Linked DNA regions of Rattus norvegicus: region 2 is linked to region 1. The links are chromatin contacts, called in public Hi-C maps. All regions are on one chromosome and are shown on one strand. The core of a region is the stretch at or near the end of the contact, and the rest is flanking DNA. Distances in the headings are between cores, read along the strand shown.

Region 1 (5,733 bases), core at 1,090-3,589:
CCCCCTCCTACCCTGCCTGCTCCATAGCTAGATAGCTAGTGAATGCTTAATGTTCTCAGAGCCTGGTTGGAGAGAGAGAGAGAGAGAGAGAGAGAGAGAGAGAGAGAGAGAGAGAGAGAATGCTTCCCATATTTCAAGGAGATCCTTTGTTTCTATCTAGAAGTGCAGCTTGGGCATGCAAGCATAAAGCAACGTGTTCAGCCGCAGTGCTGAGGATATAAAATTCAGAGCTCAGGCCCTGAGAATGGAAGACTGGAGTGCCTGGCAGGAGGCTCAGCAGACGTGAGGAGGCAGAGGAAGGTGCAATGTGCCCCACCCTCTACCCAAAGCCTCGGGGAGGAATGTCAAGGGGGTAGTAACAGCCCTTCAGGGGAAGTAGGAAGTAGGGGTTAAGCTCCACTTCACATATGGGCCTTTGTGACTCCCTCGATGGTGTCTTTCCATAGCAGCCTAAAGCTCGCTGTCAAACAAGCAAATTCTGCCTCAGCAGAGAAAGGGCCTGTGACAGTGGCCCTTGCTTCCCTGTGGCTTGCATGAGAATAAACTTCCCAAGTGGTCTCTGGAAATACATAAGGAGGCTGGCTGTGAGGAGTCAGGACTCTGTCAGGAGCTTACTGGGCCAGGGGGAGCCCTTGGCAGCTTCTCCAAGTGGAGATCCAGAGCTGGGTCCCGAGGGAGGACAGGGCTGAGCTCTAGGAGTCTGATGACAGGGAGCAGTGAGCTGGCCAGGAACGTTTGTTAGGCATTGTCTGCCTGCTGGGAGCAAGTCATGTGTGTTCCAAGCCCAGCTGGACAAGCCACAGGAGAGGATGCGGCTCACGGACAGCACACGAGACAGGCATTTAAGGGCTTTCGTTCACGATAAGGTCAAACAATCCCATAGCATATTGAGTGTGATCTCTCCTCCGAGCTGGTTGGCTCACTTCTGAAGGTGGTACTGCTGTATCAGTTCATTGCAGCTCACTGAAGTTTCACTTTGAGATTGAGCAGACAAGAACAGACCTCACACAGAGCACAGCGGTGAGAAAAACACCCAAGAAGGAGTAAATAGAGAGACCTGAGATTGCAGTCTGGAGAAAGGGCATTTGGGGCGACACAGGTCCTTTATGTCTCCCAAGAACAGATATGATGCACGGACCATATAGGGACATTTAATCTCCAGTTCTGGCAAGCTGTCTATAGACTCGAAGCTAGCACATGCTGAACCAGGAGACTTCCTGGATTTGGTACCTCAAGCAGAAGCCAGGACAGTGTGTAGGAGATTTGGACATCTGTTTTGGTCACAAATCTGGACAACCTTCAAGTCCCCCACCCACTTACCCTCACCTTAAGACTTGATGACTGCCGAGTGAAATTCTAATTTTATTCTTGCTGACTCAGAGGCAGGGGAGGATCTTGCTTTGAGTCAGAGCACCCATGTGGAAAGACCTCGCTTCTTGGAGCTGGCTCTTAGCATGGCTCTACCACTCACCAGCTGGGTGCCCTGGACAACTTCCTTCACCTCCCAGATCATCGTGTTCTGGTTTGTAGGACGGAGATGTTTGCCCAGGGTTAGGAGAGCACTTAGAACATCAATATAATAAAAGGTTGAGACGTGGCAGACTGGATGAGAAGTAGGGGAGCTTTTCCGTGCTATAGAACCATGGGACTTCCCACGGGCTCGTTTTCTTGTTCATCTGAGCAGCTGATAGTGTGCGAGAACACTGAGTTTAACACGAAGCAAGACAGATGCCGATGCAGGGCAGATGGGTTCTACCTTGAGTGGTCATAAAAGAGAACTGCTCTGAGTTGGGGAAGGGCACTTAGAACTCAGCTGGAGGAGAGGCCAGGAGGAAGTTATCACTAAGGCTACAGATGGCCTCCTCTTACTCTGTCCTTGAACGTCTAGTTCAGCTGCCGAGATGTTCACACTCTGGAGAAGAGAGTGGTCTTGGGTAGATCGGCCCACCCCTAGGTGACATCCGATTTGGGCCTACTTGTGGCTGTGAAGTGGTCACAGTCAAAGGTTTCACTTTGTCTCAGCCTCAGCCTCCTACATGAGTTCTCCTAGCCTCGGCCCCTTCATCTGATCCAGCCCTTCCCATTTCTTCCATCCCAGCCCTCCCCCCCCCCCCCCCCCCCCCCGTGAACTAGCTCCTTGTTCATAAGGAGGAAAGAAAGATGTCTGCCTCTCCCCAGGATGCTTGGTTGATCAGCTGGAGAGGCCGTGAGTGAGGATGAACACAGGCAGCCCCCACACGGCTGAGCCTGTGGTCGAGAAGCTGATCCACACTGTGTGGACTGTGTGGGTGGGGACTGCCAAGAACAGGCCCGCAGCCCTGCCTCTGCCCCCCAACCCCCTCTTGCCTTCTGGTTGGAGGAAGTGAGTCCAGCCTGGGGCCTCAGCGGCTGAATCAGTGGTTCTTGGAAGGTGATGATGTCACCGTGACAGGGCGGCTCCCCTCCCCCAGCCACAGTCAAAAGGAGAGTGACAAATGTCTCTCTCAGGCAGAGGCCTGAAGCTCTCAGGGGAGTAGTCTGTGTTCACAATCTGCGCTGGTCACTTAATGCCACCTTGGTAGCTGTTGTCATCCTCAAATTCCCTCTCTTCCCATCCTCGTCCCGTTCTTCATCCTGTGTGCTGGAGTTCTGCGAAAGTCTTGATAATATTTTAATTAATTTTTTGGGGGGAGGGTCTCATGTCTTCCATATTGGCCTGAAATTGCTGTGAAATTGAGGATGGCTCTTTTTAGAAAATTATCATTCATTTTACTTTTTTTCCCGGAGCTGAGGACCCAGCACAGGGCTCTACCACTGAGCTAAATCCCCAGCCCCTTTTGTCATTCATTTTTATTTCATGTTTTGCCTGCGTTTATGTCTGTGAGGGTGTCGGGTCCCCTGGAACTGTGAGCCGCCCTGTAGGTGCTGGGAAGTGAACTCAGGACCTCTGGAAAAGCAACCAGTGCTCTCAACCTCTTAACCACTGAGCCATCTCTCCAGCTCCCTGTGGACGACTTTTCTAATCCTCTTGCCTCTACCTGAGGAGTGCTGGGGTTTACGGATGTGTGCCACATGCCGGGGAGAGAACCCTTGGGTGGCATATACTAGGCAAAGCGCCTTACTAACAGATCTGCACCGGCGGCCCATCTTGATGATTTTAACCATTTTGTATCTTTGTTCTCCCATATAAATCGATGCACAAATCATAGACTATCATCTTGCCTGACCATGTGTGTTCTGGGACATAGAAATATCATGTCTTCTTAGAAACAGCATGTGAAGATGTATGTCCCCTTTTCCAGGTTCACATCTTTGCCTTTAAAAAAAAAATAATCACTTAATATCAGGGGCTGTGTCCCACTGGACAGAGTGGGGACACGTTAAGCCTTCACTTTTCCCCTGTCAAGGACTACCCGGCTACCTCGTGGTTGGGAATGTGGTGGAAGACTGAGATGGATGTTTTTCTCTTCTCAGGTGTCAGCTGCTGTAAAGAAAGCCAACAGCATTCTACTTTCGGGGAACTCAGCTGGGCTGGCTAGGCCAGAGATTCCTAAAAACAAAACAAAAACCAAAACAAAAACCAAAACAAAACCACCCTTTGTTCTCTGTGTACCGCTGGGCTACCTGGAGACCTTGTGTTAGATTCACTTGGAATAAAATGGGTCCTTTTTGTCAGCGGGCTGCTGGTGCTCCAGACTAACCTTGACGGTACAGGGAGCCCTGGCATCACCTTACTCTGCCCGATGCTGCCCCCTGCAGGTGCATCGCCAACAGGGTCCTGGTGTCTCTGTTGGCCTAATGGTGGCTCTTCATCACCTGAAGTTGTCAGAGCAGTTAATAGAGCATGAACAGGAAGAACATTAGGCTTTTCTGAGTGAAACTAGGACACTGAGATAAATAGCAGAGGTGATGAGAATGATCGATGGATGTACAAGCTTCAAATAAGTTGATGGAGCAGGGGTACCAAGAGGAGGGACCAAAGTTTAGATCAAGGCTCATGGCGACTCAAGGTTGATCTGAACTCCTGTCCAGTGCGTGATACGGCCAGATAATTGCTCAAGGTTGTGAAGTTAGCAGATGACGGACCTGGATGCGAACTCAGACTCCAGAGTACTGTTGTCACACCTGTGACATTTGGTGTTCTCATAGCTCCTTGCTAAGAGATTGTCTTAGTTTTATTTCTATTGCTGGGACAAAGTGCTCTGACAGAAAGCAACTTAGGGACAAAAGGTTGTATTTTAAGCTCACAATTGCAGGTTACATCCAGCATAACAGGGAAGACAGGGCAACAAGGAACTTAATAAGATACCAGGTCACATCACCTCCACCATGAGGCTTGCTTACAACTCAGTTCATTTTCTCTACTTATATACAATCTAGGACCCAAACCTAGGGAATGGTGCCACCCACCATGGGCTGGGGCTTCCACAACAGTTACAACAGTCAACACAGTTTCCTACAGACACTCCCACAGACTCTCTTACCTGGTGATACTGGATTGTGTTAAGTTGACAATTAAAACTGACCAGAGATCAAGATCTCTTGGAGGGAAGTCCCTTTCTGCCTGGTGTGGACTAGGTGCTTGGGAATGAAGATGAGCTTTCCATAGGAAACTCTCTGTATGAAGAGGTCTTAGCTATGGCCTCTGTAATGCGATTTGAGGGATGCTGGGAAGGTCTTCCCAACGTTCTCACCACACTGGCCTAGAGGGTCACTATAGGAAGATGTAGCTCCTAAGTGAAGAAGAGACTGATATCAGTCTTTATACTTTAGCTCTACCTCTGTCTGAAAGGGCCCTTCTAAAGGCCAGCATTTAACTGGCCATGAGGCCCGCCCAGGCTACCTCTGATGTGGTATCTGAGTTTCCCCCGTACACTTCTCTCCTCTGGTCTCATGGGGTCCTCTTCCGCTTGTTCCTGGTTCAGGGTCTTCACTGTATAATCAAGCCTCAGGTCAGCGACAAAGACAACACTTTAACTGCAAACTCAGAGAATGTGCATTTTCTCCAAAAATCCTCCTGGATCTCGCTTGCAGGAAAAGCGAAGATTCTTCAGCATTTGCCTCATTTTACTTCCACCCCTCTGTCCAGCACCAACTCTCCCTAGTGTCTTTCCTCTATCTTCCTCCATCACCCTCCTCCGTTAAACAGGACTTACGTGCTTTGTTACCCAGCGTGCATCTTCACATCTCCATGTTTCTTTACCCACAACCCCCTAGGACACTACCTCTTTAGTGGACAGTTCGCTCTTCTCAGTGAAGCCCTCCTTTACTCCTACTTGCAGCCTCCAAGACAGAGGTAAGTGTTATATCTCGCCCCCTTCCCCCCACGCTTGGAGGTCTATGCACGAACGAATGGGTAAACAAAGTCAGCGGATGAGTGGCTTCTCCAGTTTCAAGGGTGTGCTGCTCTTGAAATACATGCTAAAGAAACGGTGCCTGTACTTTCAAGGGTTGCTGTGCATCCAATGTGTGATGCGCACACAGGTGGGATAGGCCAGCTCTGCTAAGACCGTCTGCTAAGAGATACAGCTTGAACTTATACGAGCAGACGAGTTTCAGAACACTGCCATGGAGACAGACGAATACTCAGGCAGTAGGGTACCACTCAGGCTCTGACAGGCATTACAGAAAATGGACTCACGTACGCCCTTCGTGTTAACAAAGCAAAGACAAAAGAAACCTTCCTACCTAATGGGAGCCGTGCTTCAAGATAGAGCAGAACCTTCATCCCAATGAACAAAAAAATCCTTTGAT
Region 2 (6,157 bases), core at 3,083-5,582, 170 kb before region 1:
CTAGTGTCAGGCTCCTATATCAGAGATGTGGGTCACCTTAGGGACAAGAAAAACTGTTGTTACCTAACCCCATCGTGACTGTCTTTGGTCTCCTTGTAGGCCAGCCAAGGCCTTTCCCCGTCGTGCCCTCAGTGTAGAAGATGTGGGTGCCCCCAGCCTGGCTCGTACTGTGGGCAGAGTGGTGGAGGTGTTCCCAGATGGCACAAGCCAGCTGCAGCTGCAGCGACCCCCAGAGGGCACCTTTGGTTTCTGTGTGGCCTATGGCAGTGGCCGGCGAGACTCAGGTATGCTGTGGGGATCCTCAGCAAAGTACCTGGGGTGTGGTCAAGTTCCTTCTAGGCAATGGGGAAAAGCTCCCCTTGTCCTTCCAGAAGTTCTTCCTGGGTGCCAGGTCCCAGGAGCCGCCCCTGCTGAGGGGGTGGAGCTGGCAGATTTGACTCCAATGTCCCCCAGCCGCCCTGTGACATCTTGAGATCAGCGCCTTCAAGGCTGTTCCAGAGGGGCAGAGGAAAACTGTCTGTGCATGCCAGTTCTCTGCTTTTGCTTTGATGTGGTTGATGTATTCCAACCGTCCGGTCCTCCAGCTGGTGTGTCTGGGCTTGTGGAGTGGGCCTGCCTGTCTGCAGTCCTGTCCACAGTCCTCCCTCCCCAGCTCCTGGAGGCTTTGTTCACATGGACGGTGGCTCCAGGTGCCTGGCTCGGTTGCCCACTGTAAGATAATTCAATAGCAATATTGGTGAGTTCTGACTACTTCTTGGCCCCTCTACATCCAGGAATCCTTCATGGCAACCTGACCTGCCCAGGCTAAGCCCATGGTCCTGAATGTGTTTGGGTACAAGAACCCCTGAAAGCTATCCCCAGGGTAGGCTTAGCTTCGGGGAGACTGGGCAGAGGAGGGAGGGATGACTTGAGAAGAGAAGCCCAGGAGCCTGTGCTGCTGTGCCCTGCCGAGGGGAGGTAGTCCTTCCTGCTCGACTGTCTCCTAGGCCAAGGCTGTCTAACTGTGAAAGCCCTCCTGCTGCCGCTTCTGCAGCACAGCGTGTGTGCTAGCCCCTGCCCTGTTGTTCACCACTCAGCTTCTGTCAGTGAATGTGCCAGGTGCCTGCTTGTAAGGCTCGTGGATGCCGGGGTCACAGCGCAGCAGACCTCACAAGTGTGCACTCCAGCAAGGGTGCCAGGCCAGAACTACATGTTTGTTTCATATGTTTTCTATCACAGGCGCGGCATAGTGAAAGGCACCCAAAAGCAGAGATTAATAAAACAGGCATGGCCGGAACTGGGTAGACAGGCTTGAGATGACACTCGAGTGGAGGCAGGACAGAAGAAGGGGGGAGCTATGTGGGGTCAGGAGATGAGAGTCGAGGAGAGGGGCAACCAAGTGTGAAGGTCCTAAAGGGCCATGGTCCTTGCCATTAGGGAAACCAGGTTGGCTGGGAGCTGAGCTCAGAGAGGCTGCAGGCTGCAGGCTGTCCTGTCCTAAGAGACCTGGAGTTTTCTCACCGAGTGGGAGAGGATCCACCTTCATCTACTGGAAGAGATTTTAGAACAGACAGGTGCTAGCTAGCTGTGCTGAGAATACACAACGGGACAGGAAAGGGCACTGACCTGATGTCTAGAGTCCAGGAGACAGAGCAAATGGCAGATGGCATGAGGGTCGCCATGGAGATGGTGGGGGGGGGGAGCCTATAATTTGACTGCATTGCAGTTAGTGGGACCTGAACTTTCTGGGAGAGTTGGGAGGGAGACAGAAAGAGGGGGGAGGGAGGGAGGGAGGGAGGGAGGGAGGGAGGGAGGGAGGAAACATGTGTGGTTGGGAATGGTGTGGGCCTCCCCAGTCTGGACCTAGGGAGAGTCAGATGTCAGTGCAAACAGGGAACTGACATTTAGGAAGCCAGACTGAGTGCCATCCAGGCTGACTAGGTGGTGCGCCGCTCTTGCTGCTGTATTTGGCCACCATATGTCACACAGGGGTCTCACGCTAGGCAGTGTGGTGGCTGCTGGCACTCTACCTCAGGCCTTCCTCTACCTGCTTAGGCCAGTTCCCTGTGCCTCGGAGGAGAGGAGCCGTGGTCTGGGGCTGCCCTGGCCCCTTGCTAAGCTGAGTCAGGAATGTGGCACGTATCTCATCTGACACCACACCCACGAAAACAGCAGGCCCTGCCTTCTGCTTCTAACCAGCTACCACATAGGCGTCTAACATCCTTAACAAAGGCTGTCTCCAGCAGACCATGTGCCAGAGTTGCCTCCCAGTCACGATTTCAGCTGGGAAGCCTACCCAGGTCTCCCTAAAATGGCTGCAGTGACGTCAGTGTCTGGTCTGGGTGGCTACACTCTTTTGGGTTTTGTCATTCCTCCCCACCTGCCTCTCCTGCTGCATACCAAACACTCCTGTGGGTTCCCATGGGAGGTAGGGGTGGCTCTGCTCTCCCTGCCACCAGCCTGTAGACCCAGCAGGTTAGCTGTTCAAGCAGCACGAAAGGAGACCAAGGACAGGGTGGGATCTCACTGGGAAAGCCTTCTGCCAAAGAACTGTAAGCACTTGGTTATTTGGAGACGGGGCCTCAATGGAAAGGCTCCAAAAGGGACAGCCACACTTCAGACAAATGGGTCAAATAGCCACAGACCTTTAGTAAAGGACTTGTAGACTCCATATTCAGAGGCTGGCTTCTCTGGGACCCAGGGCTACAATGAAGGGGGAGCCTCTGGGTCCATAAGGCAAGGTACCACCTCCCACAGTCCACGATGCTGCAAGCCAGAGATGGACGCACCAGAACAGACATCCTGCCAGTGCCAAGCACCTGACTAGGGAAAGGCCTGGGAGAAGGTATCATGTGGACAGCCACTATGTGAAGGGGTCAGGACTGCTCACCTGTCCCCAGACCCCACTGTGTTGTCAGCTGCTGGAGAGCCACTCGCAAAGGCTGTCCCCCTCTGTCCTTAGCGGCTGGCTGTGCTCGCACAGAGAGAATGGTAGTGGGCTCCAGCTTTCCCCAGAGGAACCTCCCATATATGCTGTCAGCTCAGGGCAGCTGACGGAGAACCCCAGAGATGCCCAGCTCTCAGGTGGACACTGCTGTGGCAGCAGTGGCTGGAGACCTGCCTTGTCAGCCCAAGCCCCCATGGCCTCTCCTACAACACGGCTTTCTTGGGAGCCAGCCACGAGTCCCTGACAGGTTTGATCATTTTACAACCCAAGAAATGATCATGCTGGCCAGGGTGAGCCTCTTGGAGTGGTAGAGCGAAGGGTGCAAGAAACAGGCAAGTACATTGTAGATGTGGGCATCTATTTTCCATGGACTTTGGCCACATGCCACCAAAGCCCAAGTGAGGAACTGAGTGACCCTGAGGCCAGGGACTCTGGACCAGATTTGGTCTCTTCATACTCCAGTGACGTGTCCCCTGCCTTGGCCTTTGGGCCTGGGTCACTTGAGCAGCACAGTGCACACTGCTATCCGAAAAGCTGCTATCAGAAAAGGGTAAGATTAGTTCCTTCGTACTAAACAGAAGATGGATAACGTCTTCAAGCATCATTTGCATGGGTTTTGCTGTTTTGAAAGAGGCCACAGAGAAATGAGGTTAAGTGTGGGGTAGGGGATTACAGGGGACACATGATATCAGTTGTAAGGGGCATGTCACTGTTTTCTGCATGATTTCTCATCCCGCCTCCCTTTCCTTTACAGGGCTGTATGTGCAGGACATGGCTGACCTGGATACGGCCAAGCTGTACTCAGGGCTCCTTGGGGTAGGGGATGAGATCCTGGAGATGAACGGGGCCAAGGTTGCTGGGCTGGGCTTGGCTCACATCAACGAGCTGCTGGTGCGTGTGGAGAGCTTGTCGATTCGTGTCTTGAGACAACGGCCTGTCCCCCAGTGACCCAGAAGTACTGCTGTTCTTGCTGATGCTCCTTCAGGACCCCTGACCCACACACACAGTAGGAGGGGCTAGAAACGTGCCACCCAGAGATACCATGAATGTAAAATGCAGTTCACAGATCAGCCTCTGTCTGGGTGTGGCAGAAGCTGTTCTGATGGGCCACCTGTAGGAAGAGGTACCTGTGCCCATTCAGGATACTAATTTATACAGGTCTGGGGACAGGGAATACTGGTTTCTTCCTTCACAGAAGTTGCCATGTTCCTTTGTTGGAGCTAGAGAGGACAGCAACTGACTAATCCTTGAGTTGGCCCTTGAAAGCTGGCCCTTGAGAGCCAGCTTCAGCTTTTGGCCACACTCGCTGAAAAGGCTCCCCAGCCCCCAGCACACCAGACACAGCGTGGCCACATTGGCTTTGCGCCCCATCTCTTTCAGCCGTAGCTTGCTTGGTTCCCATATGACACTTTGCTTCTGATCCAGAAAGGGCTCAGTGTCTTGGCACAGCCTGACAGCCAGGAGCACACATTCCTAACTGTGTGTTCTGTGAAGTATGGCCTGTCAGGAGCTCTGTGCCCCTTCTGGGTATGCGAACTTCTGAAAGAATCTGGGAGCCAGAGTATTAAGAATTACTAGGAATTTTTACGACCAACACAAAGTTGAAAAATGAAACTATTGCCATTTGCAGCAAGTATGGCCATGGTACGAAGGATGTGGGGGGTCAGCCCAGCCCACTCTTTGCCTCCACCCCTGCCTAGTTGTGGCCTGGCCTGGGCGGGCCTTGGTCTTTGTTCTCTTGTCCAGCTTGGAGACAGGGCTGCAGCTGGTGTCTGGCTGTCCCCCAGCTGCAGGGTTTCTATCCAGACCTCCCTGGTGGCAGCTGTGGGTGGGCAGCAGGTAGGGAGGCTGTGAGCGGGGGGTGGGGGGTGGCCATCCCACCTAGGCATAGGGCAGTCTGCTCAGCTCAGACGCTGCTCAAGGGTTCAGGACTCTAGATGCCTGGACAGGTGTCAGTCTTAAATTATTAAAAAGCCAAAGCTGCTTCCACTGGAGTTGCTGGATTCTGTTTCCACTTCATCTCTACCAGCCCTAAGAGGTCTGGGGCAGGGCAGGCGCAGATGGGTACAGGTATAGCCAGGGGACATTTGGAGGGGACATGCAAGGAGGCCTGCAAGGGTAGGGTCACGGCCAGGGTAGTTGCAGAAGGCCCTGCAGAACTTGAGTCATACAGGAGCCCTGGCAAGGCTGAGATCGGAGAGAACAGAGCTAAGAACCTTGGGCTAGGTGGTGTTGGGCACAGCTGCTTTGGAACTTGCCACAGTGCCAGCTATGGTTAAAAAACAAAACAAAACATCTTTCATCTGGATTGGGCTGACACGAGTGTCATGGGCAGTTTTTATCAGACAAGGAAGCCACTGAGTGTTGCTGAGAGATGACAGAGGAAACTAACCTGTTTGGGGAGGAGACTGGAACATTTGCACCAGAATTCAGTTAAAACCCAGAGGCTGGGGAGAGGAAGGGAAGTGGGGGAGTGTCCCGGAGCCCCGAGAGTGCAGGACTGGATGGCTAGGGCTGCCCCAGGCTGGAGAAAAAGCAGAAGGGGGGGTGTAGTAGGTGGGTAGAGTGTCCAGCATATCGAGTGCATGAAACCTCAGGGAATAGAGGACACTGGAGCACCCCAGAGATGAATCTGCCCCATCCCTTTCCTGCAGAAGCCACAGCCAAAGGGAAATCCTGGTGACCTACTACAGCAGTGGGTCTCAACCTGTCTCCAAAGATGTTTACATTCAGTTCCTAACAGTAGGCCCACTACAGTGCTAAAGTGACAACGAAATAATTGTATAGTATGGGGTCGCCACATGAGGAACTGTCTTAAAGGGTCACAGCGTTAGGAAGGTTGAAAAACCTTGCCCTGCTGGCGTCCCCAAGCCTGGAGCTGCCGCTGAAGAAATTTCATCTTGGAAAAAGCATCAGTAGCAAAAGTCACCTCTGCTTTCTGTATCGCAAGGTCACTTGTCTTCTGGAGAAATGCAGTGACAGGGCTGGGACTGGGAGAGGACAGGAAAAGGCTGGAGTGGCAGAAGTTTCTGCTGGCTCCTGATGTATCCTAATCTTTAGACAGGGCCAACCAGGAGTGTCCTGCTTCTTGTCCTCCGAGAGGTGGGAAACCCAGCTTGGTGCAAGTGCCGATATCAGGCTCCCCATCCCTGTCTGCTGGTGTGAGGCTCACCTGTCTTCTCTAGCCTTCCTCTATTTTTCCTCCCTCAGTGGTGGAAAAGGACAGAACTG

What was found. A called contact is a pair of places that touch in the nucleus more often than the background predicts.
Region 2: a Hi-C map of Schwann cells shows a contact between it and region 1, with 8 times the contacts expected there. The contact joins two enhancer-like sites. A contact is called at or near these places in 9 of 12 Hi-C or Micro-C datasets (the A7r5 cell line, the Rat2 cell line, Schwann cells and 6 more) and 1 of 1 datasets of contacts at active chromatin or transcription factors (oligodendrocytes).

What each region holds. Positions count from the first base shown.
Region 1 is chr13:69,770,572-69,776,304 of GRCr8, reverse strand. No RefSeq gene overlaps it. Among named protein-coding and RNA genes, the nearest start is that of Ier5, 49 kb to the left of the region's middle. Within about 2 kb of position 2,339, at least 26 of the 93 cell types and tissues checked have an H3K27ac peak or open chromatin away from gene starts, as enhancers often do. A contact at or near this core is called in Schwann cells, where this site is marked.
Region 2 is chr13:69,937,991-69,944,147 of GRCr8, reverse strand. Kiaa1614 (KIAA1614 homolog) reads left to right here. Exons shown (of 10, transcript NM_001427644.1): 9 at 100-284; 10 at 3,681-4,920. The coding sequence ends at 3,874. Among named protein-coding and RNA genes, the nearest start is that of Kiaa1614, 30 kb to the left of the region's middle. Within about 2 kb of position 4,332, at least 21 of the 93 cell types and tissues checked have an H3K27ac peak or open chromatin away from gene starts, as enhancers often do. A contact at or near this core is called in Schwann cells, where this site is marked.